Linked DNA regions of Mus musculus: region 1 is linked to region 2. Evidence: chromatin contacts called from public Hi-C data. All regions are on one chromosome and are shown on one strand. Each heading gives the region's core, a stretch centred on a gene start, on an enhancer-like site or on the middle of the called end of the contact. The rest is flanking DNA. Distances are from core to core; before and after follow the strand shown. Region 1 has its middle 30 kb from the start of Gm40924. Region 2 has its middle 160 kb from the start of Ofcc1.

The links. A called contact is a pair of places that touch in the nucleus more often than the background predicts.
Region 1: a Hi-C map of epidermal suprabasal cells shows a contact between it and region 2, with 3 times the contacts expected there. The contact joins two enhancer-like sites. A contact is called at or near these places in 1 of 484 Hi-C or Micro-C datasets (epidermal suprabasal cells) and 1 of 115 datasets of contacts at active chromatin or transcription factors (T-cell acute lymphoblastic leukemia).

The regions. Positions count from the first base shown.
Region 1 is chr13:39,949,107-39,956,836 of GRCm38.p6, forward strand. No RefSeq gene overlaps it. Among named protein-coding and RNA genes, the nearest start is that of Gm40924, 30 kb to the left of the region's middle. Within about 2 kb of position 1,550, at least 14 of the 459 cell types and tissues checked have an H3K27ac peak or open chromatin away from gene starts, as enhancers often do. A contact at or near this core is called in epidermal suprabasal cells, where this site is marked.
Region 2 is chr13:40,448,642-40,455,914 of GRCm38.p6, forward strand. No RefSeq gene overlaps it. Among named protein-coding and RNA genes, the nearest start is that of Ofcc1, 160 kb to the left of the region's middle. Within about 2 kb of position 2,555, at least 5 of the 459 cell types and tissues checked have an H3K27ac peak or open chromatin away from gene starts, as enhancers often do. A contact at or near this core is called in epidermal suprabasal cells, where this site is marked.

The DNA of each region.
Region 1 (7,730 bases), core at 300-2,799, 500 kb before region 2:
CGCCCGGCTCCTAGCTTCTATTTTTATTCTTGGAGCATCGCTATCTTTGAAATCATCTCTAACGGAAGGATGGACCATCTAGAGACTACCATACTCGGGGATACATCCCATAATCAGCCTCCAAAAGCAGACACCATTGCATACACTAGCAAGATTTTGCTGAAAGGACCCAGATATAGCTGTCTCTTGTGAGGCTATGCCGGGGCCTAGCAAACACTGAAGTGGATGCTCACAGTCAGCTATTGGATGGATCACAGGGCTCCCAATGGAGGAGCTAGAGAAAGTACCCAAGGAGCTAAAGGGGTCTGTAACCCTATAGGTGGGACAACAATATGAACTAACCAGTACCCCCCCCACCCCCGAGCTCGTGTCTCTAGCTGCATATGAATCAGAAGATGGCCTAGTCAGCCATCATTGGAAAGAGAGGCCCATTGGTCTTGCAAACTTTATATGCCTCAGTAAGGGGAAACACCAGGACCAAGAAGTGGGAGTGGGTGGGTAGGGGACTTGGGGGGGGGGTATGGGGGACTTTTGGGATAGCATTGGAAATGTAAATGAAGAAAGTACCTAATAATAAATAAATAAATAAATAAATAAATAAATAAATAAATAAGGATATAAGAAAAAAAAAAGAAATCATCTCTAAATAAAAGTATTTTACAACATAAAGCCAAGCAAGGCACACACACTTGGAATCCCAACATTTGGGAGCCCTGAGACAAAAGAAACTGCTCCATGTTCTAGAGCAGTCTACATTTCGTGGTGAAAGGCCCTACCTCTCTCTCATTGCCCCACCCTCCCAAAAATGAGAAAAGCAAACAAACAGGCAATTCCTAGGAAGGAGAAATAGAAGGATCACAGATGCATAAGAACACCAGTTTCAGGGACTATAAAGGAATTCTCAAGGGATTTAACGGAGACCGCCTCTGTCTTCACGCTATTCATAGGAATTCCAGGGTTAAAGAGAACACAATCAAGAGTGATGGAAACATGGGAGTCACGTGTACTCCTGGTAGAAGGAGACACTTGTCCAGTGAGCTGACAGTTCGCACAAGAATAATGCGAGTCATTATTGACAGCGCGGCAGTCCAGACAGCGACCCAGAACAAGAATGCTGTTTCCAGGGCCTCACTGGAGTCAGTTTCAGGCTCTGCCTCTTTCGTTAGCACCTGGCCTTGGCAAGGCACACACCCTGCAGGGCAGGCGTAGGTGCTGGATCTGCCAGTCAGACAGACAGATCCGCATCAGATAACGCTAAGGAAGCCACTGAGTCAGCACGCCAGGTGATCGTTTCCAAATATACAGACCTTTGTTTGCCAGGGCCAAGTTTTACACCAGTCTCTTTCATCATGCATGGTGGCAAAGGATCAAAATCATTCCTGCTGTGACATTTGGCCAGAGTGATGAGGGGTGGGATTTGAGGGTGGAAGCTTGATTAAAATAATAAATTTCATCATCACCACTTTCTTTTGATATTCTGAGTACAGAGTGGAAAACAGCAGAAGGCATTGTTCTTGCAGAGGTGGCTCTCATGAGTCAGTGCTGGAAAGGTTCTCTGACACTTTTGAAGTTTCTCCTTTGTGACAGTTTCTCTATGGAACAGACAAGGTACTACCACACTCTTGTCGCAACAGCCCTCAGACGAAAGATAGCCCCTGCCCTCGTTTTAAACAGTTAAATAATATTTGCCATTGAATATTGAAATCTTATACAGTCCGCTTCATTTCTATTTATGCCTATGCTTGCTTGCATGACTTTCTGGGGATAATTTTATTAAGGCAAACTTATACAAAGTGTTATGGCAGGATCAGCTGCTCATGTCTGTCAATCACTTCCTTCAATCACAAATTTCATTGAGTGTCAACAAGGTAATCCATCGTGACTCCAGTGCTGGATATAATAACAACTAGCATTTACTGAACATTTATTATGTGCCACACACTGTTCTGACAGTTTTATATGAGTTACTTCACTTGTTCATGCCAAAAAGTCCATGATGTAAATGCTGTTATCCCATTTTACAGGTGAGGAAATCGTAGCAAAGGTTAGAACTAGTAAATCATAGATCTAAGTCTAAAACCCAGGCATCCAGCTTCAGAGGAAGCAGTTTTAAATACCAGGGAATTATGTGTCTTCTAAACAGCAATGGTATTCCACATCAGCAAAAGTATGCACAAAATGGTTTTTATTGACCTATAAAATTTGTACATCTTTATAGACCACAATTTGATAACTTGACATGAATATAGAGTGTGTGGCAACCACGAGTGCGATTAGCCTTCCTTGTTGCACAGGAATATTGCATTGTGAAACTTGAATTCCAGGTCTGTATAAAATACATGATAAATTGTTAGCTATAGCCACCCTACTATGCCTTAGGACATTAGAACATTCTTCCCTTCTAATGGTACCTCAGGATATGGTAGACTGTTAGCAAGGCACAACGGTACATAATCACTTTCAAAAGTGAATGTTTGCTTAGTGACAGTTTACCAGCTTTGAGCCTCTGCTTCTTGTCAACACTGTTGGCTTCAGTGTCACACATATGGTGCTGGAGACTGATGCTTCAACCTCAACTCTGGGACTCATAAAATAACTAAGGAACAGAGTTCCAAAATGGAAGCAGGGTGATAGAATCACGTCTTTTGGAAGCAAATGGGCAGAAGATTAAAACATATCTGTATGATAAAAACTGGTCCTTGGGAGACATGGGTTTCTAGCACATTTCTATGCTCATTCTAGAACTCAGTCTTGCTATATCTGAGCTCCTGTCCAGGGCTCCTGTTTCTCCTTTCAGCTCCTTCAGGGAATGATGAACGAATGTTCAGGGCCCCTGTGCCTTATCATGACGTCATGTTGTCCACATAGTTTTCGAGGGTCAGAACAGAGCAGATATTCTTTCTGAGAGCCCCTTTGGCTACAAAGGTGTTATCAGACTCCGATCAATCCATCTTAAAAGGAGGCTAGCTACAGAAAGCCTAAAGGATAAATTGTTGCCAACAGCTTCCCTCTTATCTGCAACAATGTCCACAGAAGATTGGGTCAGAGGCTTCTCCTGTGCATGGAGGATTTGTAAAACTGTAACTTTCTAGCTTGTTCTCTGTGTGTCTTCAAACTAAACTAGCACTTCCTTAGGGCACAGACAGCAGCAATACTTATTCATTCTTAGAGATTTAACTTTAATTTTAAATTATGTTTATATGTGTCTGGGGTTGGTCGGTGGGTTAATTTATGCATGTGAGGGCAGTACCCCCTGAGGCCAGAAGAGAGTATCAGATCCCCAGGAGCAGGAATTAAAGGCTGTTGTGAATTCCCAGCCCAGGTCCTCTCTGAGAGTAATATCCCTCCTACCCACAGCGCCATTTCTTTATTTTATTTTGTATTTTATTTATTTTCTTAAAGATGATACTTAATCTTTATAAAGCATAGACTCTCCAGCATACAGAATTCCATCACTAAATCGTGTTGAGGTGATAGAGTTGATAACTGTTCCATTTACAAAAGACTCGCAGGACAGCGTTCCATTTGACCAGCAGTATGTTGTGATGGAAAGCTAGTAGCCACATTTCCTGAGCCCTGACCCTAGCTTTGGCTTTCAGGTGGGACAGGCCATATTAGATCACTCTTGGATATTGTTGGCCAAGTCAGTCTCCATGCCTGGTTACCTGCAGAGTGATAGAGCGATGGAAAACTAAGGCAGATGTTCTGGGAGTTGTAAGCTAACATGTTTCCCTTTAAATACATTTCAAGTAACACGAAATGCTGCATGATGTGTTATTGACAACTTACAATTTTGTAAGATTTGAGACGAAAAAATCATTTCATGTGGAGAAAGGTTTAAATTTTTAGTGCGATGTCTATAATTTTTCACTAAATGCTGTCATTTAAGATGTAAATAAAGTAACTGAAATACATACTAAATAAAATAAAGTGTGGAGAGTTTATTACGGATGTGTCAGGAAGGATATTGTGCATAGAAGGAAGGGAAAGTTACTCTTAAAATTAATAGTAGTAGTAGTAGTAATATAAACCGTGAGCTTAATAAGATTCTAGCAATATCCAGTAACAGTCGGTACCATGCCTAAAACATAGCTCACACTAACTATTAAACTGGAAGTTGGTTATAGTTAAACAAATACTTAAGATAATTAATAGTTAAGTTATAATGTGTGGAGATTAGATACTTAAGAATAGTGTCATAGAAACCTTTGCATTACATGCCTTTGTTGTATTGTGTAAATATTACATGCTATAAATGTGCTGGAAAGAACCACCTTCCTCCATCCCAAAACAAGTTTTACTTTAGAGGTTGTGAAGAGTATCAGAACTTTGAAATGTTTTGGTTAAACACATACTGGATGATGTGGGCATATGTGCTCAATTTCATTTAGTCTGCTGTGTGGGCATGTGCATACATGCTCACATGAATAAGAATGTATGTGTGTGTATGTGTGTGTATATATGTGTGTGTGTATATGTGTGTCTACAGATGTGTGTGTATGTGTGTGTTTATGTGTGTATGTATCCATGTGTGTGTATGTGTGTGTGTTTGTGTGCATATGTGCGTGTATTTGTGTGTGTATGTGTATATGTGTGTGTATATGTGTGAATCTGTGTGTATTTGTGTGTATATGTGTGTATGTGTGTGTCTATGTGGGTGCATATTGTGTGTGTGTGCATGTGAATATGTGATAGCATGTGCTTATTTCACTGAGCCTGTGCTGCTGACCTCTACTCAGTGTATAGTATACTCAGCCTCACCCGTTCATTCACCTTTGCTCTTTACTAGTCACCCCATTCCTTTGATCTCATTTCTTCCATACATAAGTTGAGAAGAGATAAAGTTTAGTTGTGAGGCCTCTACATAACCTAAGGTAATGGAGACTATATCATAAACACAATACATAATAGCCATTATTATGATTCTGTCATTATTCACTCACCTTTGGATAATTGCTTGGTAAGACATGGGTAAAAGAGTTGCAAATTAGGACTTAGACCAAACAAACGCCACTGAACATTGCGGCCACGGGTATGCACGAGAGTGATCGTGCAGTGCTTTCTAAACTCACGGTAAGTGGCCGATACTTACCAAAATGTTTTTGATGTGTGTGATGGGATTAAACTTGTATCCTCATGCTTGGGTGTCATATACTTTATTGATAGAGCCATCTCTCTAGTACCTCAAGCACAGGTTCTAGGCTTCAATATGAGTGTGTGTGTGTGTGTGTGTGTGTGTGTGTAATTGTGTGTATCATTTCAATTAGCATGCAAGAATCGGGCCAGGGGTAATAGTTTTAACTTTCCATACAAGAAAATACATTACTTAGGCCAAAGGGCATGCTTTACTAACTTCTGAGTTTCCAGTGCATATCAGAAACTCAGTAAATGTTTATTACATTGAATTGATTTTCTTTAAGAGAAAAAAAACCTATAGAAATGTGAGTAGAGAAGGCACAGTCAAGCTTGTGAGAATTTGGGTTTTTTTGTCTTAGCCCATGGTGGTGATGAGTTTATGACAATCTGTGTGACTTTCTCCCAGTGGGGGAAGTTGAATTGATATTATGTAGGAATGACACAAAAGTTCTCTCTAAACTTTGGTTAACTGCATCATGAGTCAGTAAGATGAGGAGAAAACACAGAGGCACAAATTCATTTTCTATATGAACAAGGAATACTCTAACAAATATTAATCTGTTGGCTGACTCCTTTAGTGTTGGTAAGTATATCTACAACTGAAATGATAGATTCCATTTAGTTAAAAAGTCCCATATTGTGTCCTTTGATGAGCACAGCTGTAATGTTTTGATGTGTTAATTAATCCATAATGTTTTTCTTTTCACCTGTTGTTAACAGCTAATGTCATCTCTACGTAGATACATTACAGCATTAATGTATCATATGGTAATGTGGTATTGCTCTTCAGTTCCGGTGATCATACTCTGAATGGGTTTTGGAGTAGGAGTTGCTACTTTTAATAGGATGCTCCTGAGTGGACTGCAAGTGATCCCAGCGACAGAACCTGTGGGTGTGTGCTTGGTGAACAAAGAAGCAAAGACAAGGGCACAAGGGTTTCTTGGTTGACTAGTACACATCCTTTGCTTTGTTGAGCTTTCAGGAGTGGGCCTATGAATATATAGAGGAAGCTCATGAAACACAATACAGTGCATGAAGAATGGAGCCTGGTATGCAGGGTGGTACTGGCTTTCTCCCACTGACTCTCAAGTAGCCTGCGGTGAAGCTGTGCGTATCTTTCAGCACCAGAGAGGAAAGTATGACATGGGGCCTAAAAGAATGGCCTGGAATCAGGGCTGTTGGCTTCTCCATCCACCTGCACTGTGGATTTATGTGAAAGGCTTTGGCTACGTGTCTGTTCCTCATCTTTTGAATGAGCTGGAAATAAAGCATGCCTTGGCCTTTGATATCCCTAGTGACATTTTCTGGTCGACCCTCTGCTAATATTTTTCATCTTTTCCATATGTAAATGTTACCAGAAGATCCAATGAGAACCTACTCTCACTCTGGAACCTCTGAAAACAAAGAATTCCTCCAGGTACTTACTCTTCTCCCAATGTTTGTGAAACTAATCACAGCTGTGTTAATAACTAAAATGCTTTTGGCTTTCAAAAGTCTAAAAGGTTGGAAAATTCCTGAGTAAAATTTGGTCTATTATGTTAACCAGAATTATGCATCACTCTACTTAAATGTTGGTTAGTAGGCCATAAAGATGCTACATTTGCTTAAAAAAAAAAAAAAAAAGGCATGCATGGTTGTACAATGATGGGAGGATTTCAATGGTGGAGGGGTGGAGGTAGAAAGTACTTTCAGTTTGAGCCCTCCAATAAGAGTGAAGGATTCAGTCTGAGCCCTCCAATAAGAGCGAAGGATCATGTGGTTTCACAAACAGTCCGGGCAATGAAAAGGTAAAGTTGTCTTGCTCAGGAATAGAACATACAGTAGGGACACATAAATTTCCCATCAAATTGAGACACTTACATACATAGAATGTTCTAACTCTACCCCTACCCCTAACCCAATCTTACTGACATACAGAGGACACAGGGACGCATCTCACACACCCAGAGGAGCCAGACAAAGGGCAGCCAGCCATGGCATGGCTCTGGTTAACCAACTTCCTGTTAATGATTAAGTGGGAAGAATCCATGGTGTATATGTCCTCTGTGATTTTTCATGTCCCGGAATGAAGCATCGGCTGGTGATGACTTAAAAGTCCATTAATGATCACTGAAGGTAAAACCTCTGGGGTGACAGCTCCCCACTTTTTCTCGAGGAATTATTTATCTCCTTCGGGAACAGCTTACAGAACTTTTGATAAAAATATTAAAATTCTATTTAGATGTACAACGTTTTAATGCAAATTTTTAACCATAAAAACCAAACGCTCCGTTCAGTTAAATTAATAGAATTACAAAAAGATGTAATGATAGCAATTAAGTCTTGAAAATGCAAATTTTATAGTCAAGGACAATTACCTCATTTATAGTATATTGGAATGGTGCCAGACGAAGGTAATTTAGAGCCCCAGCTCAGTTACACCATGATAGATATCGCCATTTCATTAGTACAACAAAGATGGGCAAGAAGTTAGACAATACATAAAGAAGAACTGGAGAGTATTTGACCTTTCTAGTGTAACTAGAACCAGAATTTATTCACTAATTTATCAAGCAGTTAATGAGTACCAATTATCTAAAATATTAGTGGTATAT
Region 2 (7,273 bases), core at 1,305-3,804:
ATACCAGTCCCTCCCTATATCTCTATTTCCCACCGTCTACTAGAATAGTAACTCCACCCTACTCTGCCCTACACTACAGCTCCTTGGTGCAAACCCAAAACAGTGGAGTCAACAGACTCTAGACTAAACCCTCCAGAACTATAAGCCAAAATAACTCTTTCCCTCTTATAGATAACTTCCCCCAGGTATTTTTGACCCAGCAATGGAAAACGTCACTAATACATCAATCTTCCCAGATGTGGGAACAAGAAGAAATAGCCTGACGGTGCACGTGAGAAAGGCCTTCTAGGGCAGACCTGACCAGTTCCTCCAAACATGACATCGCCTGCACTTCACCCCAAAATTCTGACATCATGTAGGGAGGGCAGGGTGGAATCTACAGAGCTTACGATTAAAGAGTTTCCCAGCATGAATATTCACCTCTTTTCAAAGTCTTGCTCTGCCTTTCCCAGGCCAAGCATTCCTGGGGAGAAAGTAGAAAACCTCAGCTCGGTAGGAAAAGGTGGTGTTGGGTACCTTGCCAGCAGCAGCAATAAAACTCCCTTGATACCTTGATACTTGGCGTGATACCCAAGGGCACAGTGTACAGGTATAGAAGGCCCTTTCAACCCTCCACAGAGGTGAACTGGCACAGAGACTGCCCAGGGGAGAAAGGTGGCAGTATTTAACCATGTCTGTGCTTACACTGCTCCATCAAACCTCCCACACACCACCAGCAGCAGCACCACCACCGCCTACTCTTGCTCAATGCCTGCTTCAAAGGAGGAGCGGGCGTGAGCAAACGTCACCTCCTGCTCACCGGCCACCTGCATGGCCTGATGGCCATTCAACCTACCCTTGCTGTGACAGGACTGAGCACCAGGCTGGCTGACTAGACCCTTTGGTCCTTGGAGTTTTCCACTCTAGGTGATGTGATCATTTTTATCCTCTTTTTTTTTTTTCCCCTGCCTTTCTCCAAACTTTGAAGATAATGAGTCTTAGGCATTTCGGAGTAATTAGAAGGTGTGGCTGCCAAGCAAAAGAGAGTCGTTTTCCTTTTAAATGGGGAGAGTAGGTTGCCTCGCTCATCGCTCGGCACCAATTAAGTCTCATGTGCCCATTATTTCTCTGATAAACTGATCTGGCGCTGCTGAGGAGGCCACACCTAGGAAGTAATGAGCCCCTCCTGCAACAACTGCAGCCATTAAGAGCCCAGAAGCCCGGTGTCATCGTGACTCAATTATTTACCATTTACTGACCTCTTCAGCCTTCAACTTGCTTTTCAATGTGTGAATTTGTGGGTGACAATGGGGAGAGCACCCCATAGACTGCAACTGAGGAGAGCAGGAGTTTAGAAAATGCAGTAGGCAATCCCCCATCCCCACTCCCAACCCCCTGATGTATTTCAACAACCTCAGTGGAAAATAAAGCCTCAGGGTTGGGGAAATGGCTCAGTGGCTGAAATGTTCACTGCACAAGTGTGAGGACCTGAGTTCGGATCCCATGGATGCACGGAAAGATCTGAACATTGCTGTGGGGTACCTGTTATCCCAACACTGGGCAAGCTGGGACCCATGGACCTCGGAACCTCACACTGGCAGCCAGTCTAGACTCCTCAGTAAAATCTCCAGGTTCAGTGAGAGACCTGTCTCAAAAACACAAAGAGCTATAGAGGAAGACACCTGACAGCAATGTCTGATGCCATAGGTGCATTTTCATATGCACGCACACACACACACACATACACACCACCACCACACAGACCATATACACCACACATACACATGCACACACACACACCCACCACCACCACCACCACCACTACCACCAGCACCACACAGACTACATATACACCACATACAGCCTATACATACACAAACACACACAATCCACACCATGCAGATCACATACACACAAACATGCACATACACCACACAGACCACATATATACCACACACACACACACACACACACACACACACACACACACTGAATAACTGACTAAATAAAGCACTATCTCATTCATTTATAGTACTTTTAATAACATACATATGATCTGCAAGGCTGTATACAATTTGACTGATCAGTTCTACGCTTCCCATTGCTAATTAAGAAGAAACTAATGGGTCTGCAGAAAGGAAATAGATGAATATGATCAGTAAGATACCCACCTTCACCTGTAAGAACTGTCCGACAGCTGCCCTCCCGAGCAAAGTAAACATATCAGTCAGCCATTCTTGCCTTTGACTGATAAATCTCTCAGAGTCAGGAAATGGTTTATCATCAAATGTGTCAGAGAAGGGCACAACATTTTCTTGTCCCACTACTTTAGACCACAATAGAATTCTCCCCTCCCCTTCCCTCCCCTCCTCTTCCCTTCCCTCCCCTCCCTTCCTCTTATCTGAGATCATTTAATCCAAAGCCTTCATTTTATGTGAGATAAACTGAGGCACAAAGAGAGATTGGGTGACTCAAGGCCACACAGTCACCTCATACATATTCAAGGCTCTGGCCCCGGAAGGAATGACTGGCTCCCTTGACCTCAGCCTTTGGGAGTCTCTCTCTCTCTCCTCCCGGAGCACATCCATGAAAGCAGGCCTGTTAAGGAAATGCCCCTGGGGCCTTTCAGAGAGCTTCCTCTTCAGGATTTGTTTGTTCTTCTGTTTGTTTTCAGTTGTGTTTTCTGTGGGCTGTGTTAGGGGTGGAGCATACTAGGCCTTGTTCAGACTAGACAAGTACTCTATCTACAGTTCTCCTTTGTGATTCATAGCACAAAAAAGTGTGTGCTGGTAAATGATCAAAGGAGAAAAGTCACTCCTTCTTCTGCTCGCCATATGACATGTTAGCAGGCATGTCACTATAGGGGCTTCACCTATACTTGGGATCGTAGGATATTTTAATGTCTTCTCGTCATCTCATGGGTGTGTATGTGTGTATATGTCCTAGTTAAGTAATCCCCTTGGGAACAAGATGAAACTCAAGTACTTGCCTAGCATGTTATGGTCTTGGGTTTGATCCTAAGCATGACAAAAACAAACAAGCCACCCCAGTGAGGAAGGGGCCTGGAAAGACCTACACGGCTGGGCTCAGCTTGGTGCAATTTGACTTAATTCTTACAGTACTGACAGCTACTTCAGAGCAGCCTACAGGGTTTGCGCTTCTTCTAAAGCCAGCTCTTCAAGAGAGGGATGCCAAATAAAAGTCTGCGGGGTGGAAAAGGTAGAAATGGGGTTGGTTTTGCCTCTTACACTACTTGAAAAAGACAGAGGCAAGCCTTGGGTGTCAGCTCATCAATTCCAGAGGTCCCCAAGGACATGCCCTTTCTCCACCCTTGATGGGCAGATTCTGTCTCCCCTGGGAAGCAAGAGAACACGCATCATTAACAACATTGGATTACTCTCTTAAGAGTTCTAGAGGGAAGAAGTCAAAAACTTTTGAAGGCAAGTAAGACAGTTGGTAATAAGTACCCATTGATGGAAATCACAGGGCGGGGGAGATGGGTCATTTCATTGAACAAAAAGCTTCCCTTGCTAGCTAACATAAGGATCCAAGTATGGTCACCAGAACCTATGTAAATTGCTAAGTGTTGTGGGCCATGTTTATAATCCCAGAGCAGGGGACTGTAGACTGACAGACTTCTGGGGCACACTCGAAAGTCAGCCAGGGCTAATTGGCCTGAGTTTTACACATACACACACACACACACCACATATGTGCACCCACACGCATGCATTTACACACATACCTGCATGTGCATACACCTACACACAACCCCCCAGTTTCCTAAGTGTATATTGTCATTTTAACATATATTTTAACAGAGATTTGCTCATTTTATCCTCATAGCACCCCTATGACATAAGTAATATTATTAAGGCCACATATCAGAAGAGGAAACTGAGGCACAGACGCTAGATAGAAAGTTTACCCAATGGTCAGTGTTGATCATCAGTTGTGGGATTTGAAGCTGTCCAATCTATCATCCCACAGGGAAAGCCAGGCTTGACTCAGGCCAGAGAACACCAAGGTAGCATCCAAGGAAGAGAGGGTTGCTAGAAGCCCTGGGGGCTTCCTCTTTCGAGTGCTCTCACCTACTCACACCCTGATCTAAACTAGGTTTGAGAAATCCGGACAAGACTGGATGCCTACAGCAATGGAGTTCTTGATGGATGGTACATACAGAAGGAGCAATGGTCTAATCCTGATGCCAATGTATTAAGAATTGAAATGGAATTCTTTCCCCCAGGGGATTGCCTCCTTCCTCTCAGATTCTATTGTCAGGAGCTCAAGCATTCAGCACTAAGATTTAATGATGGGCTGAGTCGTTGTCACTTTTAGGAGGTGACTTGGGTGCTGGAAGTTGTTCTGGAGAAGACAAGAAGAGCAGATAGTGCCCGCAGACACAAGAGAAGTTATGAAGACGGTGAATAGCAGAAGACATGCTGCTCTTCAGCTTGCCAGCGCTGCACAGAGTCCCTGAACTAATAATGGGAAAGTGGAAAGGGTGGAAACTTACCTTGACTTACTCTTCCAGGGGTTTTAGTCCAATGTTATTTGGTTGACTCCAGGGGGTACCTGTGTTGAGTGAACGCAACACGGTAGAACATACATGGTAGACTAAAACGGATCATCCCATAGTGGGTAAACAACAAGGAGGAGAAAAGGAGGCCCAGAGTGCTCACATCCCTCTCAAGGGCTCACTCCTGATTACTTAACCTCCTTCCTCTTGGCCATATCTCTTTAAAGATTCCATTACCTCCCAAATGTGCCATAGGCCGGTGATCAAAACTCTTTGTGTCCTTTAGGGTATGTTTAAGATCCAAGCCATTACAGGAGCAGCCAGAGCTATTGCAGTTCATTTCAACAGAACACCGCCAGATGAAGAAACAACACATAAATAACTCAATACAAGATGGACAGAGATAGCTATGGTAACAAAGGGACAAGGATCTCTGAGGCTGTAGGAGATAGTTCATGAGGAAATCATGGCCCCTCCTTCCACCCACCCCTTCCTTCCACTCCTACTTCCCAGGACTGCAGATGTTGGGTGCCTGATATTTTTTCACCTCACATACACAATGGAGTTAGGCAACTTTGGAATGAAAGAGGATTAAACAAGGAGAGGTCTGATGAAGTAAGCTTCCAAAATGTATTCTTGGGTGGGGAGAAGAGAAAATATATAACAATCGCAAATATTGATTCATCAATGTGAGCACCTGTGAGTATCCTTGTGGGGTGTGTGTGTGTGTGTGTGTGTGTGTGTGTGTACACATGCATGCACAACTTCAAGATGTTTACAGCTCTACTTGTCTTCACTAAAAAGCATTGGTTAGCTAAGCTACTTACTCATTGATTAAAATTTCTTGACATATTTATTCCAAAGGAGTTTCTCAAACCGGATGCTACTCCCTGTCTTTACTAGCATGCTGAAGTAGCCAGAAAATACACTCTTTTACAGCTGTCCATTTGAAGGAAAAACTAGAATATCAATAATTTCCTTATTGGAATAAAGAATCTCCTGTTAATAAATTTATTATAAAAATACTTACTATAATGATAAATTAGCAGGCATTATAAAATACATTTTCCCCCTTCTCCTTTAAAAGTTGTGTAAGTTGTATAAGACAGCCTGAATCAGAGAGGCAGCTTTGCCAGGCTGAGCCCCCATAGCTCAGCTTTGCTGTTCGGTTGATTGTTTCCCTGTGTTACTAGACATCAGGGAATAGAGCAGTGGGTAGTACATTAAGAACGGTTGGTGATCCACATGGGAAAGCAAAGACTGAGGCCCCTCTCCTGTCACCCTGCCTATGGAGGTGATCTCTCTCACACTTTAACGTATCCTTCTTAATGAAGGTCCTCTCTGGGTTTTGGGTCCTCTCTATTGCTCCATCACAATGACCCTAGGATGATGTATCAACTATTTTTAATTTTTTATTAAAATGAGCTTTTATTTTATATGCATGGCTACTTTGCCTGTGTGTGTATCCGTGCATCATGGATGTGCCTGGTGCCTTTGGAGACCAGAAGAGAGGATCTGCTTCTCTGGAAATGGAGTTTCAAATGGCTGTGAGCTACCATGTGGCTGCCAAGAACTGTGCCTGGGTCCTCTAAAAGAGGAGTGAGTGGTCCTAACCATTGGGCCATCCTTCAGGTTCCCACTGATCCTTTTAAATTCTCTCCCTCTCACATTTTAATCACGGCTCCCGTGGTTATGATGCCTTCTCACCTAATAAATCTTATTTCTGAAATGCTAAAAACAAAGACAAGAGATATTTTGGCATTCAACCAGTAGGCAAGTAGATAGGTAGTTAGGTAAGTAGGCAAGGTTGTGCAAGCAGGAAAAAACTCTTACATATTTTTCTCTACCTAATTATTTTTACAAAAAAAATATTTATTCTGAGAATGTTATGACTAAAAAGCCATTTAATAATAAGGGGATAATTAGCATCTAATTCCAGAAATGCCCAATTAGAAACTGACTTGACTGCCCTTTTCAGTTCTGACCCCCTGCCACAGAGATCAAGCATTTTAAGAAGCCATTACTACTTATCACTTAAAGACTGAAAAACGTGAGTCCCTTATAGACAAACATTGTTTTCTTTCAAGTCAATGGGCACAACACATTAGGAGGAGAATCTAACACCATGTAAAGGGCTCGGAATATTTCAGCCTGCTCTGCTATTGAACAGCGCTGCGGCACTTTAGTCCCTTCTGGCATTGCTTGCTTCAGAGTAAGTCCTCAGAGGTCTACTGACACACTAGTGTATTTGCATTGATGTGATGTGAGGTTAGGAAAATGCTCTGAAGACCCCAACGGACCAAAGTTTGATCAGTAGCCACCTCCTCTCTTCAGAACCGTCTGTGTTGAAAACAACCACACCGAGAAGTACATCTGTGTGTGCCATTCCAGTTGGAGCCGCCTTCCCTCTGCATCCTTTATCAATAGCCACATCCCCATAGATGAGCATCACTCCAGGCAAAGCTATGGGATGCTTGCTTAGAGAACAAAAGCCCTGGAGCTTGCCCTGCCTCATCATGCTAGATCATAAGATCTAATCCCAGAACACTGCACTTCCAACTCCTTCAGGCAAGACCCATGAGCTTCCCTCCTCCAAAACCCTAAAGTTATATTTCTACAAGTGGTCCTTTCAAAGTTGCTGTTTCTGTTCTCCTCTGGATCACGAACCTTGACATTGATAAACGGAAGGTGCGTCCATCTTCATCATTGCTTGCCTTACTCTTTAGCTGTTAGCCTGCTATTGATTAGCAATAGAAAATAAGTAATTGCAAGGGA